Linked DNA regions of Danio rerio: region 1 is linked to region 2. The links are chromatin contacts, called in public Hi-C maps. All regions are on one chromosome and are shown on one strand. Each heading gives the region's core, a stretch centred on a gene start, on an enhancer-like site or on the middle of the called end of the contact. The rest is flanking DNA. Distances are from core to core; before and after follow the strand shown.

What was found. A called contact is a pair of places that touch in the nucleus more often than the background predicts.
Region 1: a contact with region 2 is called in a Hi-C map of skeletal muscle, with 3 times the contacts expected there. The contact joins the enhancer-like site here to the promoter of lrrn1 in region 2. A contact is called at or near these places in 5 of 18 Hi-C or Micro-C datasets (caudal fin, embryo, skeletal muscle and 1 more) and 1 of 4 datasets of contacts at active chromatin or transcription factors (caudal fin).

What each region holds. Positions count from the first base shown.
Region 1 is chr6:45,728,995-45,732,936 of GRCz12tu, forward strand. It overlaps a transcript of glyctk not described here and a transcript of lrrn1 not described here. Among named protein-coding and RNA genes, the nearest start is that of avpr2b.1, 37 kb to the right of the region's middle. Within about 2 kb of position 1,612, at least 10 of the 62 cell types and tissues checked have an H3K27ac peak or open chromatin away from gene starts, as enhancers often do.
Region 2 is chr6:45,635,754-45,639,441 of GRCz12tu, forward strand. lrrn1 (leucine rich repeat neuronal 1) reads right to left here and starts at 2,288. Exons shown (of 2, transcript NM_001130694.1): 1 at 1,986-2,288. It also overlaps a transcript of glyctk not described here.

The sequences.
Region 1 (3,942 bases), core at 362-2,861, 93 kb after region 2:
ATGAAATCACAAAATACGGAAAACTGTATGGAATTTTTTTTTTTTACATATAATACAGAAACTTTCCGTATTCCGTATATGCTTTGTAAACTGGTTTAAACAACTGTCCAACAACAACATCCAGAGAACATGATTCCTTCTGACTGCTTTGTTTATTATTTTTCTTTTAGCTACAAAGCATTTGCATTCACTCTGCCATGTAGGCCAACTGCTGCAGGAAACACCTCAAACTATGACCTTACCCTGACTGATTTCATTACACATTTTGGGTTCAGTCTTTCTCCAGTTTGAAGATAATGATCATTTCCACTGTGCAGTATAGTTCTGTACAGGTCACCATCATCAGGCTTGCATTTGCACTGTCAACATTATTTACAAAAGGTTTTGACCCAAGTCATTCTCTCTCAAATAATAAGAAAGTTAAACAGGCCATTCGTACAGTATATAATGTCTTTTGCAAACTCATTATTTCAATCAAATGTAGAGATGTAGCATATAGACAGAGGAAGAAGCGTCTCTCTCTCGCTTTCCATACATTTAGTTGCAAGATGTAAATGAACAGCCTCTTAAACAACAATAGAGGACATACAGCAGATTCTGTCACAAGAAAATGGCAAGCTTTGTTTGAGCCTATGTAACAGAGGCCAGCTAGTAAGTGCTGGCGACAGATCCAGCGACAGATGCTACAGGCCATGGTCTTTAGCCTCCTTGTTAGAGCAGCCGACTCCCATGCGGAAGGTTGCTGGTTCGATCCCAGCTCGGAGCGGGTTGGGTGGTGTAGGACCGGTGGGGTTACATTGGTGTCGTGACCCGGATAGGAGTGAGGTTTAGGGGGTGAGTGTAGCAGAGGACAGCTAGTAAGTGCTGTGCAGGTAAACCTCACTCCTCTGACCTCTGAAGGTGCTCTATAGCGACAGATGTCAGAGGCCATGGTCTTTAGCCTCCTTTTTAGAGCAACCGACTCCCATGCGGAAGATCTCCGGTTCGATCCCAGCTTGGAGCGGGTTGGGTGGTGTAGGATCGGCAGGGTTACACAAAGTTCTTCATTAATGTATTACTACGGTGTTGCATTTTGACTGTATTTAAAAATAGTGCTTCCTGTGTAGTCTTTCTCTTGTCCTGTCGCAAAAGATGGTGACACTTCTGTCAACCAATAGCATTCAGCAAGCTCTACCCTTAAGGTACTGTACTGTTGTTCTTGTTACCCTTGTGAGCTTATGATATGGCTCATTATTTTGATTATATTTGACAGTGAACATGGAAATAAATGCCATACTGTACTGTACAAAATTGTAACACTCCGTAGAAAAGATCAAGACACTGTACAGGGCCCAATGATATGACTAGGCTAGTGGTCTAGGGCCAGTGTCAGAGATCCTCAGGACAGTAAATAGCAGTGCTGCCTCGGCAGTAAAGTTTATAATTTGCTTTGGTTGCTGAATGTAAATGGCATGAGGAGACCAACTATTTGCTTGGAGCATAACCTCACAATACCCAATATTATCTTTCAGGAAAAAGCTAAATAAAACCTCATGGATGTACCCTCAATCTCATTTGATCATTGTGAGGTATGCTAGTGACATCAAGGATGTTCTTATCATCCGTGCCTTGAGAGGTGGAGAGTGCTGTACATAATGTACTGTACTATTACTACTCGTCCAACGAGTTTTGTAGTAACAGATCACATTTTATGGTAATATCTCAACTAGAAAGGTCGAGAATGCATTATTGTATTGAGGAACATGGAATGCAAAGACACACTTAATTAAGCTTGCATGGCTAGAAACATTAGCATATTTTCATTGTGTTAATCAGCCCTTACACAGATGCAATTGTAAATGCACATATAGGCATATGAAAATGCCCAGACACAGACAGCACTGTCTCTCCCAGGTTTTCCTCATCAGTATTCCACGGCCACAGCATGCTGCAGTGACACTGCTGTTATCTGGCCTCTCTTCCGCTCTGCTATGTGGCTTTGGGAGAGGCTACATAGAGCTTCATGCTTATCTGTGACAAACCTCCCCATCTGAGACTGTTTGCTTTCTTCTACTCATTCACTCACTCACTGTCTGTCTCCCTCCATCTGCCAGCCTCGCTCTCTCTCTCACTCTCTTTCTCCCTGTTATGGTCATTCCGCTTCTTTTATCTTGATTATCTGATCAAAACAATAGTATACAAGAGCTTTGGAAAACAAAAAATTGTGGCTTTGCAGCTGTACTAAGAGCTTCATTTTAGGGGAAGAGGAAAAAAAGACTATATCACTTGTCTGTGCTTTCACTTTAATTCCCATCAGCTTCAAAGGTAGGCAGAGAAGACATCTGGTAGAATTAAACTGCTAAAAATACTCTGAGTGGTAGACATCTTGCTGTAAAAGCCAGGAGACATCAAAGGTTTGCAGCAAGCATCTTCATGGGGGCGCAGTCCTTTGGATTTTAATGAAGCTTTCACGAGAGTCTGGGCTGCTGAGATTTAATAGCAAAAAATTAGTAGCTTCCTGTTTGACACAAATCCACTGGTTTCATATTGTCACTAAAGTGCTGTGGTGTACAAAAAAACATTCATTGTTGGTGAAATGTTTGAAGCAGCACTCTTCTTGTTATTTTTACCCTTCTGTTGGACTGACAAGAGCTTGACTGGCTTTTTTCCTTGCTGGATAATGCAATTTTGATGCTGCACAGGTGCAGACTGCACCTGCTGTCTCTGAGTGCTGCTCTTTCATTGGACCAGATGTATCGCGAAGCAGAATCTTGGCCAATCAGGCATTACTGAGTGTTGCCAAAAGCAACTTATGATCTGTGAGGAAGCGCATGTTAAACCGACTTCTGTGCCATTAGACCAAAACAACTAAGAGTAATGTGAGATTTAATTTCTGATTACAACACACAGTATGGCTATTTACTAACTAGCCAAATTTTAAATAAACAAAACTTTAAAAAAGCAACATTTGTACTATGTTAATGTGCTTGAAAGAAAAAAAAGAAAATATATAAGTGACTTAACTGAAGCAGAAAGTCCTCTAATTGAATAAGATGAACTGAAAGCAAACAGAGGAATCAGTGTCTTAAGCTCAAGACTGGCTGCCAAGCTGAAACCCATTTCCTTTTCCACAGAAGAGGCACAGTAGTTTGTTCTCTTGCCCCCTGAATCAGTGCCCTGCAAATTGGCACTTACAAAAAAGGATGTTTCTCTCCATTTGGTTGAATGGAGCAGTAAATGAATTTAAACAAACTGTTCCTTACAGAGAAACAATCTGTGGCCTTATAGTGGAAAGCTTTTCATCTTAATGAGTATTTTTTTTTTTTTTACTTTAAAGTGTATGGTGAATTTATTTACACATTTCAGTAAAGAATTAGTATTATTAGTAATCTAACCATATTAAAATAATAATATAATTATTAGCCAATCAGTGTTTTTGTTAGTTTTGTGTTTTGGTTTTGTTTTTTGTTAAATAAAATTAAATAAAATACCCTTAAAGGTCTTGTGAAGTGCTTTGAAACGTAAATTTTTACGTTATAGCTCTTTTTTTAAAATCAGTATCATTTCACTATTATCACAGCTCTGCCAGTTAAGCCGTGGTCTCACTAGAATGAGCTTGCAAAATTCTGTAATACGGCACTGCGAAAAGGGGTGGGATTAAACAAGATTACATTTTAAAAAATAAACGATTGGTCCATATTTAAAATTTCTGAACAGAGTGGCCATGTTTTGAACTTCGATTGGTCTCATGCTGCTATGCATCTCACCAAGCTTAAACTTTCCAATGCAGCTAACTGTGAAAAATGAGTTTGCATTTCCGATCCGCCACATTCTCATACAAACGAATAGGCTGAAAAAAGTAGTGTGACCACAAATTTAGAGTGGTTGAAATCAAGCACATTAAATGAAAAGAAAATGAAAAGTATCTTGAAGGAGGCGGGACGTGGCAGATACTAGAGAGCA
Region 2 (3,688 bases), core at 1,038-3,537:
TATACGATATGAAGTGGGTCTCGGATTGTACAAGAATCACTGCATTAAACTCAATTTACTCAAAGAGTAATACAGCATTTGACATGCATGCCACCTAATTAAATCTTTTGCATGCTCTTATTTAATTTGTAAAACATTCCACATTATATATTATAAGCAAACGTTGTTGTTCTATTTAAAAAAAAATATAAACCAAGAGGCCTATATATTTTCTTTTCACACACACAAAAAAGTTACCTTTCACCCTAGATCATAACCACCTGCAGTCTGCACTATTGTATTAGTCTCATCATATGCCCGACATTTTCCTTACATTGTAGGTGCTCAAGAGGACGCTTCTCTTCAAATGTCAGAAAACAACTTCTGCACCAGACGCAACAGCTGCAACGAGGGGTGGCGTCCCCAGGGACAATACAGACCCCCTCCTCAAGACTCATTATACATCCTTCCCTGACTAAAAGACGTCTTCCCGTGTTTATTGTCTTTCCTGGGGAAGTTGTGGCGTCTTATTTCGAATGAGTAAGCAACCAAACATCTGCTAGAGTGCCTGGACATTGAGATGCAAATCACATTTCTGCATCGCCAACCAGACCCTGCGGTAAGCCAGCGATAACGCGATCAGATCAAAGTTTGAGATCGATTTCTGCAACAATTACAGTGTAAAATCACTCTCATGGAGCTAAATAGACTCTGTAACACTGTGGAGAATGCAAACGAATAATGAAGTAAATTTAGTATACTGTGATGCTGCAAATAGGATGCAACCATGCTTCTCACGTTCAATTCTACTTTAACGATAAATTAATTTGGTTCTGATATGAATCTTTAAAAAAAGTAGATTCCCTTCACATTCTGATCACTCCTCATACACACATCCATTGTGGTATTTTCTTTTACCAGGCTATTGTTCTGAGGTAATCCTGCATGGACTGTTTGGACTCTTTATAAACAAATCATGAATTACAATAATAATAAAAATAAACAAACATATACACAAATTTTGCCCTTCAACATCTCAAGCGCAACAGCCGGTGTGTCCTTGCTATTAAATGCAGTAAATCACAACGTATGGCAGGCCTCTTGTTCCTTAAAACTAGCAGTTATTTATGCCATTAGTAGTAGCAGCATTCACTAGTATGGACTCAAATTGCATTTATATTAGCTATCCCAAATAGTAATTAGAAACTATCACTGCATTCTAAATTTACACAATTTTGTGGTCAAATACACTAAACATTTTCTTTTAACTATCTGAAATGTTTCTAGCATTCAATGAAGAAGTGCTAAAAATGATAACATACCGTTTCAATATAGGATTTTCATAGCAATTTTATATAAGAATTATATTTGGTGCCTTTCAGTGAACAGTACTTGTTTAACCCTTTTCCACCATAGGATTATTTTGTGTAATAGTAATTTATCACTTTAATTTTGTATATAGCTTCTTTACTGGCCTTAATAACCTTTAACATCCTTAGAAAATTTCCACTGGGAAAGAAAAAATGATTTTTATTGAGTTAAAAAAAGATTATTTTCATTATATTTAAGAGTTTAGTATGTAATAGCTATATTTAAAATCATAACTGCATTGCTTACTAAATGTTTAATAATAATTGTTATAATAATATTGATAAATGGGTCACTTAATGATTAATATGTACCATTAATATGAAAAGAAACTGTAGTTTACTGAAATAAATGTTCAAACGGCTTGCCATATACCTAATCCATATAAGAAAACCCTCAAAAGCATGGCAACACAGTTACCTTCTTTTTCAAGGAACTTCAGGGAAACACGTTGTACGCTTTATTCCTTTAAGATTACAGCTTATTCTTAATAAGAACCCTTTTGCAAGTGGCTTATATTTTTATCACTGCACTGCGCACGATGGAACCTATTTATTTGTCCATGGTTCTGATTTGCCATGCACAGATGCTCGTACATAAATGAAAGATGCTTTTTAAAAATCTGAAAATATACATACCTCTTCGGCTTTCCGATCTACACGTTCCGAATGATACTGAAGTCCTCCCTGCGCGCAGACTGCTTCATGCACTTACTGTATCTACATACAGCATCTATGTCCTTGTGAACAGAAGATCGAGCGATGAATGAAAATCCATAGATAATCAACACCATCACGTCGTTTGTAAGTTCCGCGCGACGAACTGCTTCACAGCGGCATCGTCTCGTTACATCCACGCCGCGAATTTTCACCGTCCGCTGAGCGCATGGTCGAGTGTGCGTGGATCCTTCCTTGCAACGGGAATCCGCTGACTGGCTCCAGTCCACCGAGTCTCTGTGGAGCCCGCGCTGCGTCGCCAAGCAAAATATGATGACAGCACCTGGCGCTGTCCGGGCGAGTCAGCTGATTCCCGATCAGGCGATTGGTTGCCGGCCGGTGGCTGTCACTCGATTCCCAAGCAGAGCACCATCTGTTCGGGGATTGTTGTGATGCGAACAAAGGCGGGCGCAGGGGGAGCGCGGCGGGGATAAACGCGGGGCGTGGAGGCTCAATGTTGAGGAGGTGATGCTCCCTTATGAGGCGTCTTCCACAGGCTCCCTCCTCCTCCTTATGCTTGACGTATAGTGATGGAGGACTCTGCATGGTGTCCCACTCACCAAAGATTTACAAAGAGACAATGTGCCTTTGTTCGGGGCTTCACTTTGAGGAAAGTTTTTCTTCCTATTCCATCGATCTCTGTGCATTGTCCAGGCTCGAGGTGCCAGTTTTTAATAAAAATTTTATTTTGAAATTTTTTAAAATAAGTAGTTTGAACAATTAGCAATTTTTTGAGTGTATAGGCTAAATAAGTTAAATGTGTACATTGTTGATGTTAAAAATGTAAAATGTAGTTCATTAATAAACTTCTTGCTCTACTTAGCATGTCCAAATAAACAAACAAACGAGTAAATAAATTATTAAAAGAATAAATCTCATGGTGGGTGAAAACATTTTAAAGTTCATTTATTTGCCAGTTAATTAGCTTGCTCACAAAAAAAAAAAAAAAAAAACAAACAATATTAATAAGAAAAATCATGCAGCAAGTTTGAATGCCTCAAGTTTTGTGGTAGTTTCTAAATTATTTTTTAAAAGTTGTAAAATTAAAACTTATCTGATTCCTAAACATTATTGTACACAGTAAAAAAAAAAAATCTATGGTTCCACACAATCGATTTGTGTTGGGACAACATCAAGGAATCAACTTATCTTATTATTTTTTACAAATTAAACATAATTAAACATAAAATAATTACATTGTCACCAAAAAAGTCTCAGGAATTGTGTTGTTTCAGTTCATTTTGAATAAATAGTTTGATCAAATGGCATTTTTGAGTGTGAGTAATCCCTAAAATGGCAACACGGTGGCTCAGTGGTGAGCACTGTTGCCTCACAGCAAGAAGGTCATTGGTTCGAGCCCTCGCTGGGTCAGTTAGCATTTCTGTGTGGAGTTTGCATGAATCTCCCTGTGTTCGTGTGGGCTTCCCAAACAGTCCAAAGACATGAGCTACAGGTGAATTGAATAAACTAAATTGGCTGTAGTGTATGTGTGTGAATGTGAGTGTGTGTGGATGTTTCCCAGTACTGTGTTGCAGCTGGAAGGGCATTCGCTGTGTAAAGTATATGCTGGATAAGTTGCCGGTTCATTCCACTGTGGCGACCTCTGATGAATAAAAGGACTAAGC